2 separate regions of the Sus scrofa genome follow, and region 1 is linked to region 2. A link is a contact called in public Hi-C data. All regions are on one chromosome and are shown on one strand. Each heading gives the region's core, a stretch centred on a gene start, on an enhancer-like site or on the middle of the called end of the contact. The rest is flanking DNA. Distances are from core to core; before and after follow the strand shown.

The links. Hi-C and Micro-C count contacts between places; a contact is called where the count stands out from the background.
Region 1: a contact with region 2 is called in a Hi-C map of skeletal muscle, with 3 times the contacts expected there. The contact joins two enhancer-like sites. A contact is called at or near these places in 1 of 47 Hi-C or Micro-C datasets (skeletal muscle) and 2 of 2 datasets of contacts at active chromatin or transcription factors (alveolar macrophages and skeletal muscle).

The regions. Positions count from the first base shown.
Region 1 is chr9:72,700,918-72,703,729 of Sscrofa11.1, forward strand. The region is part of intron 2 of CDK6 (a long non-coding RNA gene); the gene reads right to left. Among named protein-coding and RNA genes, the nearest start is that of CDK6, 63 kb to the right of the region's middle. Within about 2 kb of position 1,499, at least 11 of the 83 cell types and tissues checked have an H3K27ac peak or open chromatin away from gene starts, as enhancers often do. A contact at or near this core is called in skeletal muscle, where this site is marked.
Region 2 is chr9:72,528,367-72,531,374 of Sscrofa11.1, forward strand. The region is part of intron 6 of CDK6 (a long non-coding RNA gene); the gene reads right to left. Among named protein-coding and RNA genes, the nearest start is that of FAM133B, 26 kb to the left of the region's middle. Within about 2 kb of position 1,510, at least 32 of the 83 cell types and tissues checked have an H3K27ac peak or open chromatin away from gene starts, as enhancers often do. A contact at or near this core is called in skeletal muscle, where this site is marked.

The sequences.
Region 1 (2,812 bases), core at 249-2,748, 170 kb after region 2:
TAAAGAGACACAGAGTAAAACTTTCTTGTATAAAATGTTAATGTATATAATTACATATCCTTCCAGGCTACAAAAAAAAAAAAAAAAAAGGTATCCGGTAGAAACGACTCATGTTGATTTAAGGAGATAATTCCTTTTATTTTTTTGAAAGTGCTGTTATTAATTTCATTTGGGAAATGGAGCATATTACAGGTTCCTTAGAAATTTAAAAGTGACATCAAGGGAAGTCAAAGACCTAGAAGACCCTGTAGGTTTGGGGTTCCAATGCTGGCCATCAACATCCTACAGACCCAGGACCATCTCAGAAGACATCCGGGGAAATATTTATACGAAAACATAAAGTTCTTAGTTGTTTAGTAAACATTATCGTACTAAAAGTAATTTACATTAGACACAGTGAGTAGAAAATGCTTTTTTTTTTTTTTTTTTTTGCTTCTTAGGGCCGAACTCATATGGAAGTTCCCAGGGTAGGGGTTGAATTGGAGCTGCAGCCGCCAGCCTACACCATGGCCACTGCAACTCAGGATCCCAGCCTTGTCTGCGACCTACACCACCAAGGCCGAATCCTTTAAGTCACTGAGCGAGGCCAGGGATCAAGCTCATATCCTCATGGATCCTAATCGGATTCATTAACCGCTGGGCCATGATGGGAACTCCAGAAAATGCATTTTGAATCAAGAGCTATAAATATTAATCTTAGCAATGTTTAGAACATAATATTTTTGATGCTTTCTTGTCTACAATGACTCCATCTGGAGCTACCCCAGAGCAAATAATAATCACTTTGGTGGCAATAAAGAGAAGACAGATGCTTTAACATAACAAAAAAGTCTCACATTAAGCAACTGAGCTAATCAACAACTGAAATCCCTGGTATTTGGCAGGAGGTTAACAATCTGTAATATATTTATATAAATCAATGAGGAATGCAGCCAAGCTGCCTATAACCCGTACACTTGCAAAACAAAAGAGCCAGACAGGTCTGAACATCTGAACATAAACACTGGAAAAATAACTTCAACTGTTTGATTCCTTGTGTTGACCAACATCTTAAAACTCTCTAAAACTTTTTTTTTTTTGCTATTTAGTAAACTGACAAAAATAGCACTTCAGTGACTGAATGACTACAGTTTCATAAGAGAACTATCACCTTGTATTGAAGATGAACAAACTATCTCAGTTGACTTTTAGAGGAAACAAAAAACTATCATTCAATATCTATCCATTAGAGCTTGGCTTAATGGGATCCAAGCGAATGTTCAAAAAAGTAGAATCAAAAAGGGGTTCTCAGCATTCACTGAGCCTATGAATCCGGTTTAGCTGTGCAAACACAATCCGAAAAAAGGCAGATAGGTTGTTATCATTTCACAATTAAGTCAGCCAAGCCCCTAACTATCCCATAAAATAAGTCCTCTCCCTGTCTCCATTGTCCTGACCTCCCAGCTGCAGGGCAGAGAGCAAGCGCTGCGGTCCAGCACAGCACTCAGCTTTCCAGCTGTCCTAGTGATGTAATTATCTCATAACAAAATATCTCCATGAATTAACTCTGCATCCGACCCACTGTAATTTGGAACAACTCCTTCCTGTTGACGGTCTCCATTTAACTTGCTATTCTGGATCTATTGCATAGGCAAACTCTCTTCATCCAATGGATGGGATTACATCCAATAGGCTTGGGATTTCCAAAGATTGCGATTTACAAAGGTTTCCCAAACAACATGCTCTGTAAACACACGCCCTGCCTTTCTATTGTGGTTATAACAAAAGGGAAATCTGCGTTATTTGCTGTGATTAAACTTTGACCTGTCACAGGAAGTTCTATGAGGATTTTTTTTTTTTCCTGTCACTTTTTTTCCAGACGCTTGAATGTTTGGACATAAAATAGTTCAAGAGCTGTGAGATGTCTGGCACAGAGGCCTAGGGGTGCTAAACAAAATTTTATTTGAACTATGGCCAGTCTTCAGAATTGAGGAGAATTTTTTTAAAAATCTCTACCCTCTTCCTTTGTAGTCCATGAAGCATATTCTAAGGTTATAGCATGCATGCACCAAATTTATGTCCACACATCCTACTAACCCTACACTACTAGATACTGGCCAGGGTGCTCTCCTTTGGCTCATTAAATATGGACTGTGTGTGTTCATGTATTCTCAACCAGCACTGAATGGGGTAATTCCAGAAGTATTTGCCACCAAAGTAACCAGCATGCTATGCTGCTGGAAGGAAATCCCCACTGTGCAGCATCTGCAAACATGCATCAGTACCTACCACGTGCAGGCACTGTAGTGGGTTTTAGAGAGTCCAACAGGTCTAAGACAGGTACTTTTTAAGAGCTTTCTGTCCAGTTGGGGGAGAGACGATTGCATGTAAAAGGACAAACAGTGATATATGGCAATGTATTAATTCCAAATAAATTCTACAAACACTATATGGAGCTTTATATATCAACATCAGAGTAAATTCATTCTAGATCTTATCACAGTAGACATCTGGGATGTCTGCCTTTCCAACATCTGTTACCATTCTTGGCCACATCCTCATTTTTTGTTGAAGAGCCACTCCTATTCCATACTCAGGCAGTGTAGTTGTGGGGGCACAGGGGCAGGATGGCAGGTAACCTACCCTGAACAAACAGAGTGACAGTGATTGATTCAGGGAAGGACAGACCCAGAACTGGTCCCAGGAATTTTACTAGAACTTCTGGGAAAGTAGAGCTCTCTTTATTCCAGGATTACCAACCTGGCAATGGATAAGCCTGCAGCTGCTAGTGGCCGTCTTTGCCACCATTTTCATGAGCCCTCCATGGAACACA
Region 2 (3,008 bases), core at 260-2,759:
GTGCTCAGGAACACATAGTGGGAAATGTCCCAACATTTCTGTAGGGCTTTGTCCCCCTTCCCTTCCCTCCAAACAGAGCCCAGGTGACAGACCTCACCTGGGAAAAGCAGACACCTGTATTATAACTGCACCTGTCATTGGGCGTCTAGGGGAAGATACTGCAATCCTGCCTCTGTTGACATGCTGGGAGAGACATATTACTGAGATAAAGACAGACTCTGAGACATTTTTACCGGAACAAATGAATGAAAATGACAACTCAAGCAACACACATGTGTTTAAGGGAAAGATCTAGAAAAAGAAGAAAAAGAAGAAAACAAAAATATTACCATTAATTATTAAAGGAAATAAATGTGTTTAAGTATTTGGATAGAATGGGTCAGGCAGAAGAACAGAAGAATGCTTATAAATAACTTTAAAAACTGTCTTTCATCATATTTGCCTTTTAGCCATTTTTGGGGTCCTTTTAGAGCCTCATCTGTAACATATGGAAGTTTCCAGTCTAGGGGTCAAATTGGAGCCATAACCGCTGGCCTACACCACAGTAACTTGGGGTCTGAGCTGCATCTGTGATTTACACCGCAGCGTGCAGCAACATGGGATCCTTGACCCACTGAGCGAGGCCAGGGATTGAACCTACATCCTCATGGATACTAGTCAGGTTCTTAACCTACTGAGCCACAATGGGAACTCCCTTGTAGCCATTTTTACATCAATATCTGTGCATATTATCCCCAGTCACCTAGAAATTGATTATGACTACTCAGTAAGAACTTAAAATCTTTATTTGCAGTTCTGAATATATTTATGTTAAGTTAAATCTGGAAATATGGGCCAAAAGCCCACGAAGCCCAAAAGCCCTCAGAAAAACAGTGTCCCGGTATGTACAGACATGTGCGATGTATACATACATACATATATATACCTGTTTATATAAATAACTTTATAAGTATTTTTAAATCAACCCCCTCCTCTGACCTGCAAAACTACCTCCTGAGACATATAGGTCAGGTATTATTATTTATTTTATAGATGGGAAAACTGAGGATGAGGAATAAAATGAACTGCCAAAGTCATACGCAGGGAGTTCGGCCCAGAGCCGGGAGTGAACTTATTCTAAATCCAGTATTTTGTTTCCATTTAACTATGACTCTGCTCTCAAAAATGCTCTCAAATGTCACAGGCTAAAAACATTCAGTTTCACTTTCAAAGGACTTGCTGTTCTTTGAAAGTATAAATCTTCCTAAAAACAGAAATATTTTTCCCCTTAAGAGAATGTGAATATGGCTCTCCTTTAAAAAATATCCAGTTTACTACCCAGTGTGAACTTTTACAGCCTAGATATGAGGGTTGTGGAATTCTGATAGGTCCATTAAAAAGCACTTGCCTCCAATTTCAGTATTTGGACAGCTGAATATAAGCCTTAAAAGCTGACATTTGTACTGGAAAGACTGACAGAGCATAAAACCTATAAATGGCGTGATGACTGGGACGGAAATCATCTTCAAGTACTTCAGAAGTGACACTAGGGTGCAGCATTGTCCCTGTTCTCTATGCCAAAGTAATGCATTCAGAGAAAACAACATCATTTCAATGAATCAATGCCAGAAACTAAAAAGTACAATCTCAAGGCACAAAACATATTGAACTTCATGGCTTCTTTTCTGCTGGCACCCTAAGATCTCTGTCAGGCCTTTGCCAGCAGAAAAAGTGGCATTCTCTTGGAAGCAAGTCAAACATGTTTGTCAAAGGTTCCTTCTGGTTCATCGCACGGGCTCACGTACTAAGGGGCACCAGCAATGTCACTGGTGCCAAAAGTGGACAGATGGCCCAGGTGGCGTCAGCAAGGAAAAGCAGGGGAAGGACTGGTGTCTGACAAGCTGGTTTCAGTTGAGATTGCTTTTACTTTTAACGAGAGGGTCACCAGTATGTCTGCCTCTTGGTAGTTCCTTCGTCACGATCACATGCATACAAAATATATTTCATCGGGGTAGGGAAGATGGGAGTTCATCATGGATTGCTTTGACATCCAGAAGCAGTAATGTGGAAGTCTGGTTCTGAATTTGTCCATCTTACAGACCGGGCATAGCAGCGGGAGGAGCAGCAGCCATGGCAGCTGCCGGGGACCCGGGAAGCCCCCAGACAATACAACGAACAAATGGTTTTCTGGCCTTAAAGCCACTGGCTTCTGACTCAGCAGTGACACGGGCATTAATAGAGGCCTCTTGGAACTACTTCCAGTCACCAAAAGAACAAAGTCAGGTTCCAGTTTTATTCCAACTATTTTAAGCGATTCTGCATGGGAAGATAGTGTTATGATGTGATTTTTTCCTTTAGGGACATTTTTCATCAGTTTTTCAGACTGAAAATGTAGAAATGACTGGGATACCATAAAATGGTACAGACCAATGATCAGGGCTATTTTTGGCTCTAGAACTCCCACTTTCTTCCTACTCCACCCCAATTCTGATGGGGCTTGGCAAACACATGGATCCCAAAAGGATGTCATACTGCATGCTTTGTGAAAAGAAAAGCCTTTTCTTAACGTTCAAGACATGAAAGCATCCATACCTCACATGCTCAGACATGTAGATACTAATGGAACGCTGAAACGTAGCAAGGAGCTGCGTCACAGACAAGTGGAACCAAAGAATTCGAGCAAAAGAAGGGACCTTCAAGTTTCATTTCTCAGGCAAAGAAGTTAAGGGATGGAAAAAACAATTAATGATGAATTATAATAAGAGCCAACATTTTAAAAGCATTAACTATGTACCAGGCCCTGTGTAAGCCCTTTACACAGGGAGTTTGAAATGACCTTTTCAAGACTACGTTGTTATTTAGCAGTAGACAAACGTTTGGAATCTAGGGTTCTCGTTTCCTATTCCAGTGTTCCAAAGAAAGATGGGGTGTGTAGCGTACCATCTTTGCCCAGGAAAACAAAACAAAACAACGTAAAGCCAACCCGGATGACTAAAGGATACTCAATGGGGACAGGAAGCCCAGTGGGT